2 separate regions of the Mus musculus genome follow, and region 1 is linked to region 2. A link is a contact called in public promoter capture Hi-C data. All regions are on one chromosome and are shown on one strand. The core of a region is the stretch at or near the end of the contact, and the rest is flanking DNA. Distances in the headings are between cores, read along the strand shown.

What was found. Promoter capture Hi-C pulls out the DNA fragments that hold promoters and counts their contacts.
Region 1: a promoter capture Hi-C map of the HPC-7 cell line shows a contact between it and region 2, with 2.7 times the contacts expected there. The contact joins the promoter of Clnk here to the enhancer-like site in region 2. A contact is called at or near these places in 5 of 39 promoter capture datasets (the HPC-7 cell line, embryonic stem cells, liver and 2 more), 1 of 484 Hi-C or Micro-C datasets (nephron progenitors), 1 of 115 datasets of contacts at active chromatin or transcription factors (effector CD8 T cells) and 1 of 9 other capture datasets (adipose tissue).

The regions. Positions count from the first base shown.
Region 1 is chr5:38,875,418-38,878,117 of GRCm38.p6, forward strand. It overlaps Clnk (cytokine-dependent hematopoietic cell linker), which reads right to left and starts at 1,276. Exons shown (of 19, transcript NM_013748.3): 1 at 1,185-1,276.
Region 2 is chr5:38,822,936-38,825,635 of GRCm38.p6, forward strand. The region is part of intron 2 of Clnk (cytokine-dependent hematopoietic cell linker); the gene reads right to left. Among named protein-coding and RNA genes, the nearest start is that of Clnk, 52 kb to the right of the region's middle. Within about 2 kb of position 1,401, at least 19 of the 459 cell types and tissues checked have an H3K27ac peak or open chromatin away from gene starts, as enhancers often do. A contact at or near this core is called in the HPC-7 cell line, where this site is marked.

The DNA of each region.
Region 1 (2,700 bases), core at 26-2,525, 52 kb after region 2:
AAAAAACCCAAAAAAAACACTTGGGTGAAATTAGTTTAGGTTTGAATTTTGTTTACTGAATCCGTTGCTGTGTAAACAATCTTGACCACACTCCTTGGACCACAGCAGCTCCCATCTGTGAACCAGAGAACAAGATCCCTCTAAGGCTCAAAGCTGGTGGGAGGGTTAAGTGAGTTAATGCAGGGAGCATGGCTGGCTGGAGCCCGAGTTAAATCGATGCACTTTCCTTTATACCTCTCTAGGGTACATTCTATGTGAGGCCTCTGGGAGGATTTCTAAAGGTTTCTGTGCTGTGCCTCCAATTAGCCAGAGCTACCATTGTCTTCCTGGGGTTCACAATGACCACTCCCTGTAGTTTGCCTGAGCCCTGGAAGTCAAAGGACACCATCACCGAGGGGGGGGGGTGTGCTAAAATTTAGACAAGAACAACACTCATAAAAATCATAAATTAACTATTAATAAATCCCAGTCATACTTTTCTTCCTGAGCCAGTGTCTACACTTTGATGACACTTCTTATTCGCCACCCCCCCCAACTCAACTTTGCTCTCACAACCTTCTGAGAAAAACCTGGAGGAGCTGCCTGCAGGCACCAATGGAGGGTACGAATTTTATCCTTGCTTAATCTAACTTAGACTCCTCTGTCCTGGGAAGGGAGGGTGTTTGCCTTATTCTAAAGCCTCCATCTTCTGCAACAAAGCCAAAAGAAAACACACACACACACACACACACACACACACACACACACACACACACTTTCCCCAGGGCTGAAGGAGTTTGCTTCTCCTTTGAATGGGCGCCTTCTTCTGAGGCTGCTTTTCTAGCGGCTCCTCCAATGGAGGTTAAAAACACGGCGGTAGACTTTGTCTCTTGATTTTAGCAACATAGGCTTGGGGATGGAGGTGTCTAAGCTGCAGGAAGAATAGACTGAAAAGCCTTAATCTTACATTATTTTCTGGGCAGACATTTGGAGTTCTTTCAGAGCAGAATGAAGGTGTCTTCAAAGCCGGGCTGAAGAAGCTGGCTTCCCTTTTGCCCATTTAATGGCATATGGAATGCTCAGGTTTTCATGTTAAAAAAAAAACCCTCCTTTTTCTTTATCTGTGTGAAGCTCTTTCTAATGGTCACCATGACAGTGTGAACCAAGAGACACATGCTAAGACAGAGCTGTTCTGTTTAGTTTACCTGCTCAGTCTTCCTTTAGTCAAGGGCTCAGTGTTGAGACGGCTAGCTCCTGGAAAGGGGGTCCACGGTCGCATCCTGGAGCACTCTGTAAGATAGAGTTGACATGTTCTCTCCCCTCAGCAGAGTCCTTCAGCAGAGAGTGCCTTGTATGTGCCTGTTAGTTTTGGTTTTCCGAGAAACGCAGCCACAGACCTGGGCAGTTTGGCCTCGTAGCAGGCCAGACTTCCTCTTTGTGAACTGTGGTACTAGCTTTGAAGGTGTGGAGGCTGTCAAAGCTGACCTGACGTCGTGTCATACAGATTCGTGTGCATCCCTTCACAAGAGTCAGAACATGTGGCAGTAGACTGCTGAGCGACTCAAAGTGAGCTTTGCCTGGCGGACATATGGACTGTCTTGTGACTGCAGGCCTCCCTAAGCTCCTCAGACACATGCAGCCTCTCGGGGATTATTCAGAAAGCACCCAGACGCAGAAGAGAAGTGGTTGGCTCCTATTCTTGCTCTGTTTGTTATTGAAAATGGGATCATAGGTAATTCTCATATCCATGCGCAAAGTCATGTAGCATATTTGGAGCACACATTACAGACTCAATATATGCCAATCTGTTTCTTCCTTAACCTTAATCCTTTTAAGCTGTCCTCTGGAGTGCCCACTGCAGTGGTCCTTGAGGATTTAATGTTATTTAAATGGATTTTATTGATGTTGAAATTTATAACAAATTCCTACATTGTTTAGGATAAATTCAAAAAAGTTTATTTCTTTGGGGGGAGGGGAGATAGCTCTGGCTTTGACTTAATGAAGGAAACACTAAAATAAGCTCTTAAGGGGTGTTAATTATGAGCCAAGCCTTGCACTAAGCAGATTTAGGTATCAACCTGTTTAATTTGCCAGTAACTACGTGAGAAGAATATTCTTTTTCATTTTGCAATTGTGAAAACTGATGCCCATTCATTCTCTTTATCAGTGAGCCTTTACTGCATCTGGGGCTTAACAAGATGTGTTTACTGTTTTGTGAGTCAGGTTAGTTAGTTGGTTGTTTTGGTCTAGACCTGTATAAGTTTGTTAGGCTTTGCACACCAGTGTCCCACGGAAAGTAGTGGCCTACAGAGTAGAATGTATTGTCTCCCAGTTCTGGAAGCTGGAAATCCAAGATCAAGCATTTTTGGTTTCTTCTGGGCCTCTTGAGGGAGAGATGTGTATTTGGCACCTTCTAAGTTTGTAGATGGCTGTCTTTCTTTTCACACAGCATCCTCTATGTGTCTATTCAAATTTCTCCTTTTTAAAGGAACCAGGCAATCTGGATCAGGGCTTACACTCTGACCTCATTTTAAACTTACGTCTCTGTAAAAACCTTTGTCCATATAGGTCACATTTTGATATACTAGGGATAAGGACTACTAAATAAAAAATTTGAAAGGACATTCTTCACCCATTGGAGGGCCTCCAAACTGCCCCTTATCCCTCCAAGCTGCCCCTCATCCCTCTGCAGGCTGTCCAAGGCTCATTTTCCTGACATTT
Region 2 (2,700 bases), core at 151-2,650:
GTGCTGTACTAACCATGGAGGTAGCTCCTCCACCATGCATTTGGAGTACGTCTGGGTCCTAGGTGTGCAGGTAGAAGGCTACAGCCTTGCATGGAGATACTGGGACAAAATTGGATTTTGGGACAAGGATGTCCATCATTGGAAAAAGACAGTAGAGGGTACACTCAGCCTCTTTGTCCTCCACATCAAGGCTTTAGTGCAGGAGGACATTAGTAACTCAACTGTTTCTCAAAATGGCACATCATCAAGCTAATATAACTCCCTAGTGTTTATTCATGCAGCCTCTTCTTGCTTAGATGGCTTTTGACTCTGAGGAGAGCAGTTGAGACCAAATGGCTCAGTGCAGGCAGGTGTTGCCATGTAGACTAAGATCTCCCAGGGCCCACCAAAGACTGACCTCAGGGCCTTCTCTGGAAGCAATGAAGATAACACATGAATATTTTTGAAGCAGCCCTTGAAGTCTGTCTTTCTCATCTGCAGGCAAGTGTCTTTTCTAATAACAGTCTATCACAGCTCACACTCTTAGAAGAGGAGTTTGTTGTTGGTCGAAGATTCATGGGCTGGCCCACATTTTCTAACTTCTCTGAAGTTGTGCAGGGCCATGAAAATAGTTTTACTCAGTGGATGTGAAACTATCCACAGGATACCCATTTCAGTTAGTGGGGCTCAAGACACAACACAGAATCCCTGTATGACCATGTGGATAGGATCTATCCCCAGAGAACTGTTGGACTCATGCTTTGTGCAAACAGAATAATAAACCTGTAGATGGTAAGTAGCTGATGTTTACATTGATAATGTGATAATATTTGTATATGCTTGGCCCAGGGAGTGGCACTATTAGAAGGCGTGGCTTTGTTGGAGTAGGTGTGTCACTGTGGGCATGGGCTTAAGACCCTCACCTTAGCTGCCTGGAAGTCAGTCTTCCCCTAGCAGCCTTCAGATGAAGATGTAGAACTCTTAGCTCCTCCTGCATCAGGCCTGCCTAGATGCTGCCATGCTCCCACCTTGATGATAATGGACTGAACCTCTGCACCTGTAAGCCTAAAACCCTTAACAAATTAAGTACATAGTTTGGATGTATCAGGGGGCACACATATTTCCCATCTCTCCAAAAGATGTTAAGCTCTTGGGACACGCCAATCATCCCTTGTCTACTGGCTGCTCTCTTATGCAATCCTTTAAATGTATTTATTGAGTGCTTATTGAATTAGCAAGAGAACGAAGGCTGGCGCGGTCTAGGGATTATCTAGCTTACTTTCCTCATTTACCTTAAGCTCTCTCTCTAAGCCAGTGGCAGGGCCAAGCTAAGACACTGGTCTCTTGAATTGAGCCCTGACTGTGCCTCGTTCCCTATAAGGCCGCATGTCACAGAGGCTGTGCTTGCATCCACCAGGCTGCCTGTGAGAACGCTGACCACAGCGAGGTATTTCCTTACCATATTCACAGCTGCTGTGCCCTGGCATGGATGTGTAACCACCTGCAGAGAATTTTTACTATTGATTGTGGTATAGAGAGAGAGGGAGACCAGGTCACGATTTGTATAAATCTAGATATTTGAGGGAATGAGAAGGGGGCATCATCAAGAAATCAGGTGGGGGAAACAGTGCCTACTTGATCTCTGTTTGGAAAATTGGGCCTCGTGGTTGACACAGTCAGAGGTAATGCTGGTGAACACAGATGAGAGGAAGTGGTGCCTTGGGGTTCAAGGCACTATGAAGAAGTCTCTGGTATTTGTGGTCTGGCATTATTAATGACTGTTTTTGTCTATTCAAACAGGCCACTTTGCTTCCTGAGTTTTCAGTTGCCCCTCTTTGAAGCAGAACAATGATTGTTCCTCGTGAAGAGGATAACCTGAGAATGTACTGAAAAGACCACGTTAGTCGTAAACAGTGGGATGTCTGCGTTTATTGTTCCTGCAGTTACTGCTGACCTTGGGACTGTGCTAGCTGCTGTTCCTTTGTAAAGTGGAGTGAAGGTTCTTCGGTATGTCTCTTGTTAAAATTACCTGGGCAGATTTGTCAAAGAAATGCTGCATTCATTTGTGTGGGCTGCCATATGGGAAACTTTTAACAGCAGAAACTGACCATCTTTTAATTTTGGAGGTCAGGTTCAAGGTGAGTTTAGAGCTCGCTGACAAACCTCTGTGTCTTCACATGGCCTTCCACAGTATTCCAAGTTTCTTCTCTTAATACGGACACTTTTGTTAGGGACTATCCCAAGTCCTAATTTTAAATTACCACTTTCTGGGAAGGCCCTGTCTCTACCTGTTTCCAAACACAGACAGATTTTTGGTGCTGGAAGTCTAGGCTTCATCATTGTGAGTTTAGGGGACACCATGTAACCTGTACCAGCTGCTCTTCTTCCATTGCTGAAAAATTCCTTTTAAATGGATACTTTTTCATTTGAGAGAGGGTGTCATGTAGCTTAGGCTGGCTTGACACCCACTATGTAGTGAGAACGACCTTAAATTCTGATCCTACAGCTTCCATCTCTTAGATGCTGGGATTAGAGAGAGGTACCAGACGTTTAAGTGTTGCCGGGGATCAAGTCTAGGATTCCTTGCATGTTAGGTAAGCACTCGGAGAGTTGAACTCTAGCTCCAGCCTGACAATGTTGCCTGCAAGGTCTTGAACTGCTGTGTGGAAAGGATAATGCCTTTCTCAGCCCTCATCAGAGAAGCTTCTCCTGGCGATTGCA